2 separate regions of the Mus musculus genome follow, and region 2 is linked to region 1. The links are chromatin contacts, called in public HiChIP or PLAC-seq maps. All regions are on one chromosome and are shown on one strand. Each heading gives the region's core, a stretch centred on a gene start, on an enhancer-like site or on the middle of the called end of the contact. The rest is flanking DNA. Distances are from core to core; before and after follow the strand shown. Region 1 has its middle 28 kb from the start of Gm33622. Region 2 overlaps Tshz2 (teashirt zinc finger family member 2).

Region 1 (3,762 bases), core at 530-3,029:
CAGAGGGTGGTCAGGGGCACAAGTCAGGAGCAAAAATCAATCACCAGAAAATTAAGAGACTTCGTTTGCAGCTGCTGAGGAGGAGATTTAAAAAAAATCACAGGAAACAAAACCCCACTGAAAAGAGGTGTTTAATTTTTAGGTCGCCCTGAGTCTAGGGTGAAAGAATACTCTAGTGTGGATCTCCAGCTTTGTCTCCCCCGGCATCTATTGACATATTTATTCGCATGTGTAAACCTGCTTTGAGCGACACTTTCTGGTATTAAATCAGACCGCCCCCCGGAGCAAAACTTCATCGGAACCGTGCTTCCTTTATCTCAGAAGCTCCGGTTACAACCTAATGTTATTTTAACAGTTTTTCTTTAATTTAACGATATTTAATTTGTATTCACTCAAGTGACATACAATAGATCATGCTATTACTATGATTTATATCCGACGAACTGGCATAAATCCACCATTATAAATTGCGCCTGTAAATGAAACTATTATTTTACAGGAATTACCCGAGCAAAAAGGCTAAGGACCCTCCAAGTCAACCTTAGTCAAACCCACTCTTTCGAGTTTTATATTTTATGCCTGCAGTAAAGGCTTCCCTGAAAGCTCATAACCCACGCACACAAAAAAAAGTCATTCGAAGTACATTAATTACGATAATACCGTCCAAAAAGCTGCAAGGGCCTATTTTTGTGACATCATTCTCTGATTTCTTACTACCTTAAATTATCTCTTTGATGGCCATGGAGATTAACAGTCATGCTTTTATCATTAAATATAAGGCATTTTAAAGCCTCATCCACCTAGGTTCTAATTGATATTGCTTTAAGTTGGCAGATAGTGACCTGATTTATAATTTAAATATGCAGCATTATCTGCCTCTCTTGAGCAGAACGAAAAACCGAAGTCCCTCTCATCTTTCTCGGCAATGTTAACATCAAGGAAAAGTCACTTTCTTTTTCCCCCCACCCCCGCCCTTTTATATCCTAAGCCTAATTGAAAACTGTTCATTGAATTTCAACATGATAGAAAAGTCTTTTTATCTCTCAATTTGTCCATTAGCGATTATAATTGAAGTATCTGCTGCAGCACCGAGTTGATATTGTTCTTGTTAAAATTCCGAGTTTCTCTAAATCTTTCAGAAGACATCAAAAAATGCATACGAGTATCTGCGCACACACGCACGCGCACGCATGCACACACATGCGCACGCACACACACGCACGAGCACGTACCCGCCTCTATGGCTCAGGCTATAGCTGCCTAAATGGAGGCTCACACTCAGTACAGCTCCACTCGGAGGAAGCCACACAAAGAAGGAAGTCGGCTAATTTTGCCGGGGAACACGCTGCATACTAATCTCAGCAGTGTGACCATAAGGTTTGCTAATTGCCACATCTGTTTAACAGCTGTCAGGCGGTCCCCACATGCTGCCATCAATATTACAGTGCCACACATTACCACGAGTTTTATTGTTTTCAGCTGTTATTTATTTCTCGTAGACATTGCTACGGCTAATGACGATGACTTCTCTTAGGCCACTAATGATTTTAGGGCTTTTTTTTTTTTTTAAGCTCTATATAACCCGGTTTTGCTGTTTGGGTGGATATCTAACTTCCTGTCACCTACTTCCTGACTCTCTGTTTCCTATCCCTCCCCATAACTTCCTCACGGGAACAATGATAATGTTTTCCTATCTACAACCACGGATACCCTAATCAGTGTGTAGAGTCTTTTAACGGGAAGTTTCCCGACGGTCTTTTTCTTTCCCTAAACTGTGAGGTTGAGAGCTGTGGAAATGATGTATGAGGAGTTACATCACTGCGCAGGCTGCCTCCACACCAGCAGCACCGGTCTGGCTGATTTTTTTTTTTTTTTTGTAATTACTTTTGCATTTCACCACAATACTTTTTTAAAAAGCACACACAGCAAATCACAACATTTATTAAGCCTAAAGCAGAGATTGACAAGCTGCAAGCAGAGTGAATTCATAGCACCTGGTGTAAGACAAATTGATAGGTGTCAGCGGTCTCCGGTGTCCACAGAAGATGTGGATTCCGTGTGATATATTATTTATCCACCCCCAACGCCTTCCACCTCATTAATAGCCCTGTACATTGGAGACACACAGTTCTGATGATTCGTGTGGGACAGTTCAAAGGGACGTGGTGTTTGTCTACTCTGATTCTATTCTTTTCCTCATTTCCCCTTGCATCTTCCCATAAATTATTAAGCCCCGGACTGTTTATTTAAGGATCTCATTTCAGTGTGTATGTCCAGCTGAATTCTGTTTTTCTCCTCTAATGAAAGGAAAATAGTATGAGGATTTCCGATGGGTGGGAGCACATTTTAGATCAGCCATGCACGAGGCCATCCATAAAGGACAGTCTGACTTCCAATTGCACAGCAAGGCCTTCTGATGAGTCTTAAAGTCCATCTGAGTTACGTACCACATCACGCCAGCAAATTAGAATGTGGCTACTAGGTCAAATCCAACATGATTTGCATGCGCCTATGGGGAACTGGATAAGAGAAAGAAGTACCGATACAAGTCACCAGTGGGGAATACTGTCTCCAAAATGAAGGGAGCTGATTGGAGGTCAGTCCGGAGGACCCCTGAGTGAGTGACACCAGTTTTCAAGTCTGGTGAAGTGTATGTACCATTTAGAATCCAACCATGGCATAACCAGGGAATGGACACAAGGCCTACTGGGCTCGCACACAGAGACGAGCTTAAATATAAAATCGATTGTTTTTCAAAAGATGAACCCAAAGGCTCACTTTTTTTAAACTGGTTAAAAGATATTTTAGATTATCAAAAAAGGCTTCCCAGAGTGGTTTGCTGGCACGAGTGTGTGTGTGTGTGTGTGTGTGTGTGTGTGTGTGTGTTTCGAGGCATCTCTCTACTACTATGAGGGGAACTGGATGCTCACTCCTGGGATCTTCAGCATGAAATTTTACAGAAGGCTTTATCAACAACAAAAACGATTATTTTCAGAACATTACTACCACAACACAGACAGCATGTCATGGCTAGCTGAATCTGTCCTCGAGATCTCCACAGCCTCTCCTCTCTTTCTCTCTCTCTTGTTCAGGTCCCTCTTCTCCTGGCTCCTGAGAGACAGGAAATGGGATAGAAACTACTCCTTCCCCATGGCTGTAATAAACCACCATGACCAAGGTAACTCTAGATTGGAAAGATTTAAAATTGAGCCCATGGTTCCACAGGGTTAAAACCATTGTGGCAGGAGGCATGGCCGGGAGCTGCAGGCATAATGGCAGGAGCTAGAAGCTACATGCTTATACCCACAAATGCAAGCATGAAGCAGAGAAAACAGACCGGAAATGAGGGAAGGCTAGAAACTCCCAAGCCCCACCCTCAGTGATGTACTTCCTCCAACAACCAATTGGTGCCCAAGGATTCAAACACCAGAGCCTTTGGGACCACAGACACCAAACGGCTGGTGACCGGTGCCCCGTGACACTGACTGACACTGACGTCACTGGTGAACTTCGACCTTGTGATGTGCTCAGCTGGAGCCCCAATGAAAGTCCTCAAAGACAGTTCAGCCAAGGTGCTCTGCCGCTCTGCAGATCAGTGAGACAGAAGGGAAAGCACGAGATATGCTGAAGCGGGTAGAAAGCTCGCCAGAAGGTCTCCAATGGGAAACAGTAGCCTGAACTCCCCTCCTCCCCACCTCAGTAAAACGGCCATAAAGAAGGGAGAGGGGGAACGGCCTCACACATGCTTGTAATCCCAACACT
Region 2 (3,635 bases), core at 861-3,360, 780 kb before region 1:
TCCCTCTCTTTCATACTTTCATTTCTCCTCTTTCCCCTCCCTCCTTCCTTCCCTCTCTACATTCCTTCCCTACCACTTTATATTTTCTTTCTTCCCCCTTCCTTCCCTGCCCTTCCTCCTTCTCTCCCTCACTTCTTCCCTCCTTCCTTCCATTCTTCCACCCCTCCTTCCTTGCTTTTCCTCCATCCCTTCCTCCTTCCTTCCATCCTTCCTTTCCGTCCCTCCTTTCTCTTCCTCCCTCCCTCCTTCTCTCCTTCTTTCCCACCTCATACCCCTTTGCTTCCATCTTTTTCCTCCTCTTTCCTTTCTTTCTCCCCTCCATTTCCCTCCCTTCCTTACATTCCTCCTTCATTCCTTTCTCCCCTCACTTTCCCTCCTCCCTCCCTCCCTCCTTCCTTCCTTTCCCCATGACCCTTTGCTTCAATCTTTCCCCCTTCTCTTTCCTTTCTCCTCCTCCTCCTTTTTCTTTCTCTTATCTTGTTCTCTTTCTTTTGTTCATTCATTTTCCCAATCCTTTGTTCCCTTTTTCTTTAGTTTGCTCTGTGGTTGATTTTATTTTGGGTCAGGGGTCAACTAATAAACCCTTCAGGCTTTCTGGGAGAGGAGGTGAAATCGAAACTACATGCAGGGTTTTATAAAAGACAGAAAACAGACTTCCTTAACACTATTATTATTATTATTATTATTATTATTATTATTATTATTATTATATCATTATTTAAACTATGTGGAATTTATTCTGGCTCCTCAGCTATGGGTTTGCACTTGATGACCTGGCTCCTGTCGGCTGCCCAATTCTGGGTCATACCTAAGCCTGAAACTTCCTAATTTCAAAATGGCCAGATGCTCATCCCAGACTTACAAACACTCACAAAGGCCTTACTGCGCAATGACTCTTTGGCTAAGAGCAGAGGCCCCAGAACTAAACAGCCTGACTTTGAAGCCCAACCTGGCCACAGAGGACACCTTGCGGTTTGGAACTGCACAGCCCTGAATATCAGTGCCACCTGCTAAAAGTAAAGAAGCCAGCCATCTGAGAATGGTAGTGAAGGTTAAACTGAGACACAGAAGAGTTGGCAAGATGGTTTATAGGGTAAAGGCGCTTGCAGCCAAGCCTGATGACCTGAGATCAAATCCCCAGTGCCTACTTTGTATACTGAATGTTGTTTTCTAACCTCTATAAGTGTGCTCACACACACACACAAACACACACACACACACACACATGCACGCACATACAAACACATACACACACACACTGTAATGTAAAAACAATAAGATAAAAAGAAGTTACTTAAAATAGCACAAAGTTAGCACTAGAGAGTAACTTGTTTTTATCGCTTTGATACCATCCATGGGGGCAGGAGAAGGGAAGTTTCCCATTTCGGGAAGAAAAAAGAAACAACAAAAAAACCTGATAAGCCAGGAGTCTGTTTCCTGGTCCCTGGAGCCATTTGGTGGTAGAGATGGTGCCAAAAGGAGAGATGCACTTAGAAGATATACTTGGGCACTTTCCGAGTGCGCTTCTGCAAACAGGATGCTGTAAATGTCTCCTTGGGGGACGAGCCTGCCAGCAGGTCTCGGTTTCCACTTGTGATTTACAGAGTCCTTTCCTCTAGTTCAGATAGGTTTTCCTGCCTGCCCTCTGTGCAGATCTTACTTCAAGTCCAGCCCCATCCAGTACAGAACGTGTCTCCCCACCCTCAGGCGAGGGATGCATAGCAGGAGTATCAAAGAGGTTTCCTGTTCCAGTTTCCTCCTTGGCACCCCTGCCAGGCGGAAATCTCTTAAGGCCTTACTTAGCATGCACCGGCAAGAGCTGAGCCAGGGCAAGCGGCACAGCTACTGGCACTGGCTCCTCCTATCCGCCCTCCCTCCCTTTCTCTCCGCCCCTTTGCTTTCTCCCTTCTCCCAGGTTTCCGCTGACAGTAAGTGCACTCGGGTTACACACAGCTTTCTTTGGAAAGCCCCCTTTTTAATGATCTGGCAGCCCAGGAAAAAAAAAAAAAGAAAGAAAGAAAGAAAAAAAATTCAATCGCTCTTCCCACAGCTTCCGCAAGCCCCAGTGATAAATGACACCTGTCATTCTGTCACAGACAAGCAGCACAGACTGAGATGTCAGTGATGTATGGCTCACTAGAACAGGAAATCAACTTTTCTCCCCCCAAAGGGGGAAAAAATCTAAAAGAGCTGACCAGAACATTGTCAGGAATCAGTTTTGCCTCCCAGACAGATGGGAAAGGAGACGGGAAAAGTTTGAACTTAGGAAAGGAAAAAAAAAAATCAGATCAAAACAAGAGGAATAGTGTCTGGAGAGAAGCTGGCATCCAGTGGGCCACACCGTGTGCGGGCATGGCTGAGGTCTTTGTAGCACACAGGGCATGGACCAAGTGTTCACCTCTGTTGGCGCCTGAGGGAGGGAAGGGTGAATCTCACCCTGTGAGATTCTATTCTCCTTAGGAGTCTCACCGGGGTGGGGAGGGGTTGGGGTTGGGGGTGGGTTGGGGGCCTGGGGGGTGAGGGGTATGGGGGGGGAGAAGTGAGTCAAGTCAGAGATTTGTTTGCTAAGCACAAAGTAGCCAGTTTTACACAGCTCCCAAGGGAAGACAATAACATTCCCAATGGCTGCTCTCCCCGGTATTCCCACTTCACAGAGATTGTCACCTGAAGAACAGCAAGGTCTCATGCGATGACAGTCATGGGGAGGCGCAGGAATGGCTTCCCTACCTTTCTCCTCATTTTCCCACCCTCTTCTCATCCCATCATCCACACATGTTAAATTCAAAACCATCCATTATCAAGCTGTATCATTTCTATACACTCGAGGCTCTGACTGGAAAAGACAAACTCAGCCACATCTGACTGATACTGAACAGTTGGGCTTATACTTTTGTGCTAAACTCACAACAGAAAATTAAGACACAGACAAGTAGTTTATTCCTATGTGGGATGTCTAAGAATCGGTGTGTCATCACCTGGGATAGGGTAGGTGACATGTTGAGTAGGCACCCTGGTTTCCACCCACTGAGACCTGAAAGCACTTCACACCAGTGAGACCAAGAAAAAATTTCCCTGGGTGTCTCTGGACATCCACTGCGAAACAGTTGCCCCAATTGAGAACCCTTATCTTAAAAATCTGAAATCAAACAACCTAGAAAAGATTATGTTCCAGGGATGAGTTGAAGTTGGCATGCTAAGCAGTCTGATATAGAAAAATGCTCAAAGATTGTCCCAAAGATACACTAACTTTCCCAGGTTTTCACAAACATTTCTATTTAAGCTTTGTAACAACCAAAAAGTCCAGTTGCCATTTGTTTTGCATGTATCTTCTGTATAGATGGGACAGAACTGGATACCGCAGAGGGAAGTAGGCTTAAAGCAGGCAAAATGATTCACAGGGGCCGGGGAGATAGCTCTGCCATCAAACTGCTTGCCGTGTAAGCAGAAGACCCTGTTTGGATCTCCAGAGCCATGGGCATTGGTGGCACACACCTCTGATCTCTTGTGAAACAAAGGCATGCAGATCTCTGGGACTCAGTCCAGGATCAGTGAGAGACTCTCCCTCAGTCAATAAGGTAGAGTCATTGAGGAAGGTACCGGGTTTTGATCTCTGGCCTCCACATGCATATGCATTC

What was found. HiChIP or PLAC-seq counts read pairs in DNA pulled down with a chosen protein or histone mark.
Region 2: a contact with region 1 is called in an H3K4me3 HiChIP or PLAC-seq map of embryonic limb bud, with 5 times the contacts expected there. The contact joins two enhancer-like sites. A contact is called at or near these places in 5 of 115 datasets of contacts at active chromatin or transcription factors (cardiomyocytes, embryonic basal ganglia, embryonic hindbrain and 2 more).

The regions. Positions count from the first base shown.
Region 1 is chr2:169,006,483-169,010,244 of GRCm38.p6, reverse strand. No RefSeq gene overlaps it. Among named protein-coding and RNA genes, the nearest start is that of Gm33622, 28 kb to the right of the region's middle. Within about 2 kb of position 1,779, at least 27 of the 459 cell types and tissues checked have an H3K27ac peak or open chromatin away from gene starts, as enhancers often do. A contact at or near this core is called in embryonic limb bud, where this site is marked.
Region 2 is chr2:169,789,091-169,792,725 of GRCm38.p6, reverse strand. The region is part of intron 1 of Tshz2 (teashirt zinc finger family member 2); the gene reads right to left. Among named protein-coding and RNA genes, the nearest start is that of Gm34344, 120 kb to the right of the region's middle. Within about 2 kb of position 2,110, at least 160 of the 459 cell types and tissues checked have an H3K27ac peak or open chromatin away from gene starts, as enhancers often do. A contact at or near this core is called in embryonic limb bud, where this site is marked.